Regions from separate parts of the Mus musculus genome. Here region 2 is linked to region 1. The links are chromatin contacts, called in public Hi-C maps. All regions are on one chromosome and are shown on one strand. Each heading gives the region's core, a stretch centred on a gene start, on an enhancer-like site or on the middle of the called end of the contact. The rest is flanking DNA. Distances are from core to core; before and after follow the strand shown.

What was found. A called contact is a pair of places that touch in the nucleus more often than the background predicts.
Region 2: a contact with region 1 is called in a Hi-C map of muscle stem cells, with 2.3 times the contacts expected there. The contact joins the enhancer-like site here to the promoter of Letm1 in region 1. A contact is called at or near these places in 5 of 39 promoter capture datasets (cranial neural crest, hematopoietic stem and progenitor cells, hippocampal neurons and 1 more), 4 of 484 Hi-C or Micro-C datasets (B cells, muscle stem cells and myocytes), 5 of 115 datasets of contacts at active chromatin or transcription factors (the 230-238 cell line, astrocytes, bone marrow-derived macrophages and 1 more) and 2 of 9 other capture datasets (adipose tissue and liver).

What each region holds. Positions count from the first base shown.
Region 1 is chr5:33,781,371-33,784,050 of GRCm38.p6, forward strand. It overlaps Letm1 (leucine zipper-EF-hand containing transmembrane protein 1), which reads right to left and starts at 1,347. Exons shown (of 14, transcript NM_019694.2): 1 at 1,104-1,347. The coding sequence starts at 1,182.
Region 2 is chr5:33,952,718-33,955,397 of GRCm38.p6, forward strand. No RefSeq gene overlaps it. Among named protein-coding and RNA genes, the nearest start is that of Nelfa, 18 kb to the left of the region's middle. Within about 2 kb of position 1,299, at least 39 of the 459 cell types and tissues checked have an H3K27ac peak or open chromatin away from gene starts, as enhancers often do. A contact at or near this core is called in bone marrow-derived macrophages and muscle stem cells, where this site is marked.

The DNA.
Region 1 (2,680 bases), core at 97-2,596:
TGTCACACAAAAGTGAAGAAGAAGGTAAGTACTCAAGAATAAAGAACACTTTGATACAAAGTTGGCCTCAATTTATCCTCTAAGACTAAAAAGTCAGGATGTCCATCCTGTGCCTGTTGGCTCTGGGCACATCATTACAGGGAGAGCAGGGGCTTGCTACCCAGTAATGCTCTATTGTTCCACATCTAACCAGCTGACAGGAGTCTAACCACTGTCAGGGAAGCAGCATTTTTGTTCCAAGGGAACTGGGTTAACTAAAGAAAACATTCTTGTGCCTGGAATAATAACACACACACACAATATCAACTAATTTGAAAGCCATAAACATGCCAGAGAAATAAGAAAAGGCAGAAGTACATTATGGTATCCTGAACAAGTCAACAGGTAGACAGCGCTTATAGCAGAGACAGCTTGAAAAACCACACCAAACCCAGGGACACTCTGCTCTTTCCACGCATCCTAACTGGTTTTGCTGTTTGTTTTTAAGACTGGATCTTGTGCCCTGCCTGGCCTGAAATTTTAAATGGTCTGGAGTTCAGAGATTCACATGCCTCTGTTTCCAGGGTGCTGGGGGTAAAGGTGTGTGCCCCCATGCCTGGCTCCACACCATACCCGACTCTCCAATACTGTTAAGGTGACAAGAACTGTACTTCTACCAAGAAACCATAAGGTCTTGGGTCCCACTCTCACAGGCTGTTTCAACCTTACAAATAGGACACATATAAGTTTCCTTGGAAAGCACGGTCATCAGCCACCCCACCCCAGGGAGTGGCCCACTAAGCTGGCATCAACCACAACCCAATCTCCTTGTCCCAGAGTTCTGGCTTCCAAGCCTGAACTGGCCAAAGGGCAGGACAGGGCTCGATTCATCTTCGAGGGGAGCGGCAGGGAAGCCACGGCCCTAAGGAACTTTCTCAGCGCCTCGGTCGGCAGCAGTGACCTGCGGCGACCTGGGCAACTAAGGTCACAGGAAGCTGTCCAGCACAAGCGGCTCAGAGCGGCCCGGTGCTTGTCATTGCCGCGCTGCCTCGGGGCACGGAAGGGGGCGTCCCGCGCTGGCTCCCGGTCGCCCACAACAGGTCGTTTGCGCAGCACCAGCTTACCCCGCGGGGAGGCGGCCCGAGGTGGCGCGAGGCGGGCAGGCCCCCGGCCCCGGCAGCTCCTGAGCAAGATGGACGCCATGCGCCCGCCGCGGCGGCGTTCTATAGCTGCCTCAGCTTCCTCGGCGGATCTTGGCCGTCCCGGCGCCTGGGCCCAGCCCGCGCGGACGGTTGACGGCAGAGGTTGGCTCCGGCAGCAAGCGCTCAGCTCAAGGACCCGGCATCCGCAGCGGCCATGTCCCGGCACAAACGTCCGTAGGCGCGGGGCGGAACAGGCCTGGCCGGCACGGCTCCCATTGGCCCTGCGGCACCCGCCCTGGCCAGGTGAGGGGCGAGCCCGCCCAACAGACTACAAGGCCCAGCGTGCATCCGGGAGGCTTGCCTCTCCCGACTACAAGTCCCAGCGTGCGCCGAGTCTTGGGTTTTCTTGATGAGCTCAGATCTATCTGGAGTTCCTCTTGCATCTTAGCAGTGCCTAGCTTCTGATTTGGGGCTGCGGGCACAGAGGCGGCAAAAGAACTGGCATCTATTTTCATAACTACTAAGCCCTATATTATACTAGCCCATAGCAGATGGCTCATGGGACTTTAAGGAAGGGTGGTGGGTAGGGAACATAACTCTGCGAGGCTGTTAATTGGTCCCACCTCCTTGCTTCGCGTCAGGACGAGCAACCTTAGTAGTGGGCTGCACTCCTGGCAGGTCCCCTCTATGGTAGCTCACAGCCACCCCTGCCCACTCCAAAATAGACCTGGCAGCATCCTCTTCTTTAAAGGGTGGTGGCTGGAATGGCAGGCTTCAGGATTGTGGAAACCCAGGACTATACACACTCTGGTGCTCCAGAGCAGCCACCCTCTCCACAGATCTGTATCCCGACCCAGGGACACCAGACCGTTCCTGGAGACTTCCCTCACTGCTTTCCACCTCCTGCCTTTGTGGAATGCCTTTTCCGTTCCTTCTACGTTCCTGTGGGAGTGAACTCAGAATAGTAGGTGAAGATCTTCAGTATGAGGTTAATGCATTTTTTTTTTTTCTGATGAACAGGTGCTCAAGTCCTAATTCCAGCTGGCTCCCAGCGAGGACGCTTCACTAGTATCCCAGCACAGCCCATTGGGAAGAAGTAACCTATCTGGTCATTTTCTGAATCAGAACCTAAAAGCTGGGCCAGTGTAGGCCAGAATCCCTATCTCAGGACTCAGGTGGCAGAGAATCTCCTAAGACGTTTGGAACCTCTCTTGTGCACACGGTAATGTACATTGTGGGCATCAGATACAGAATTAAGTCAAGTGTAGGGATTCCCTGAAAGGGCTGATGACCTAAACCAAAGAACTGAAGTTTCTTAGCCAAGCTGAGAAACTTCCACCAATAAGAACACTTGCCTGACCAAAGAGGAGGAGGAGGAGGAAAGCAAAGCCAAGCCAAAGTAGTAATGACAACTGAGGAATACCGAATGGCTGAGAAGCACCTAAAGAAATGTTCAACATCCTTAATCATCAGGGAAATGCAAATCAAAACAACCCTGAGATTCCACCTTACACCAGTCAGAATGGATAAGATCAAAACCTCAGGTGACAGCAGATGCT
Region 2 (2,680 bases), core at 49-2,548, 170 kb after region 1:
TTTAAGCTAACTTTCTGTTACAAGCAAAAGGCTGCCTGCCCCTTTAAAAGCTCCATTTGCAATCGGCCCTCAGCAGGGCTTTTTCAGCTGTACCTGACTCCCAGCCACAGTGCTTATATCACTTTCTGCTGTGTAAATTGAGACTGCCTTTTAAACAAGTTAAAGGATGGACAGCCAGCAGATAAAGTTTTAACCAATTATATTTTTCAACATGAAACACAGAACAACAATCATTCAAACAACAAAACAAAAACAAACATGAATTGACAGACATATGGACAATTTGGTGCACCAAAAACAGATAATAGACAGACAGGGAATATAACTTGGTGTCTCAAAGGGACCCAGATATCCTAACCAGAGCTAAGAATATCTCCATAGGAGCCAGAGAGGAAGCAGGACGTCTCCCGTTTTCCTTCTGTCCCTAGGAGAGCTCTGAAATAGCTTATTTTCTTTTTTCTTTCTTTTTTTAAAAATCTTTCTCCTTAACTTTTCCCAACTAGGTAGTGTCAGTGACCCAGTGGGGGCAAACCAAGGAGCGAGTCTATTTAAGAACCCTCTCACTGTACTTTCATCTGGATGGTACCTCTCCTTCTCATAGCGAGCTGCCTCCTCCTCTAATTCTTCCTCTTCTGAGGGACTGAGCCCAGTATCTGAATCTGAGCTATCGAGTCCCAGAGCCTCAAGTTCTTTTACTGGATACTCTTCTTTTTTGGGGGCCTCTTTTTCCTCTCTTCTCTCTTCTCTCCCTGGGCGTCCTTTCCCCATTCTCTCACTTTCTCGGATCCAAGGTCCTTTTTTTTTTTTTTTTTTTTTTTTTTTTTTTTTTTTTTTTTAGGTATACCCTTTTTTCTTTGAGCTCTTAATCTTTTACCCCGCTCTGTTTCTGCTGTGATGTCCTTAACCTCCTCCAGCACTCCCTGTCCTGCCTTTACCGCTGGGCGGCACTTCTCATCTTCCAAGCATGATTTAATAAGTTTCCAAAGCGGCATAGTTCCTGCTTTCAGTTTCCCATTCTGTTGCTCTCTAGCCAAATCTCCCCTCAACTTCTCCCATGAATCGAGGGTTAATGATCTAGAGCATGCATACCAAGGTGCTATGCGATCTATCTCCTTAACAAAGGATTCCAAGGTTTTCACGGAGACTTTAATTTCACGCTGCTTTAAGATAGACTGCAGTGCTGTGATCACTGAATGTGAGGTTCCCATACTGCTCCTTTATCTACAGGAGAGGCTTAAATATAGGAGAGACACCTCAGCTTATGTACGTCCATCTGACTGTACCTAGAGGCGGTCGAAAATCAGCACCACCCCCAGTGAGTGCAAAATGAAACCAAAAGGAGAACAAAGGCTTCCACCGCACCTTCCAATTGAGGAGAGAGATGAGAGAAATCAAGGCCAAACATTCCTCTCAGAGCTTACCTTCGTCCTGCAGTTCTGAATCCTTCCCCGAGAGCGGGGGGGGGGGGGGGGGCGGGGGGGGTGTCGTCCCCTCGGCGCCAGTGATGATGATACGTTTTTTCCGGGTTTTCGGCGCCAAATGTCCTGCACTACCACCTCGCCAGCAAGAACGCGCACGGAACACCAGGATTCTTCTGCAGCAAATCTTTATTGCATATTGATGAGGTAGACCCCGAGCCCTAGAAAGGCGCTGCTTATATACCCCCTAGCGTGGCATGTCCATGCCTGACTGGTCGCTTACCCACGGTCTCATTGACACACCCCGGGGTGGGCTCTGACTTGGCGTGAACACTCTTGCACATGTGCACACAGCTTGTTCACTGACAAAGGCCAAGCTGGCACAGCGGAATCTGGTGCCATCTTGTGGCGGCGAATGTTATCGCAGCTCTCCACAGAAGGAAAAGGTGGGGCTGGAGGTTTTAGAGAGAGGGGGAAGAGTGAAGAACAAAAGAGGAAGGACAGAGGAGGAAGAGGTAGGTGGAAGGACATGTCCTGGAGAAGCCACAAATAGCAAGGAGTCTCATAGCTGGGGAATAGATTAGCACAGTGATAGATCTGCCCAATCTAGACATACAACTTATAAAAATAATTACTGAGTTGTGTGTTTTTGATATGGGCTTATTGGGGTAAGAAATTACCACAACAAGTCTTCTGTTTGCCTTCGGGACAAAATGTAGAACTTTCAGCTCCTCCAGCCCCACTTTTGCCCGGACATTGCTGTGCTCCTGCCTTGATGATAATGGACTGAACCTCTGAACCTGTAAGCCAGCCCCAATTAAATGTTGTCCTTTATAAGAGTTGCTTTGGTTACAGGGTCTCTTCACAGCAATGGAAACCCTAACTATGACACCAGCCATAGGTATAGCCCTTTATTAACCAGTCAGAGATTATTGGGGAGCAATCTTTACCATACATTGATTAATACAGTGCTCCACCATCAGGCTATAGACTGGGCAGGGGCACAGAACTCAGTTTCTGAATACACATTCCACAAAACGAACCCCCACAATCAGTGCTAAACCTGCCATCCTGAGTCCAGTCTCCAGAACCTACGTGGCAGAAAGGGAAGAGCTGATCTCACTGTTGTCCTCTGAGCTGCCACTGCAGGCAATGGAGTGTGCCTGCTCTTCTCCCTCCACATACATGAACACATTTTGTTTTGTTTTGCTTTTGTTTTAAGTCAGGGTTTCTCTGTGTAGCTCTGGCTGTCCTGGAAGCTC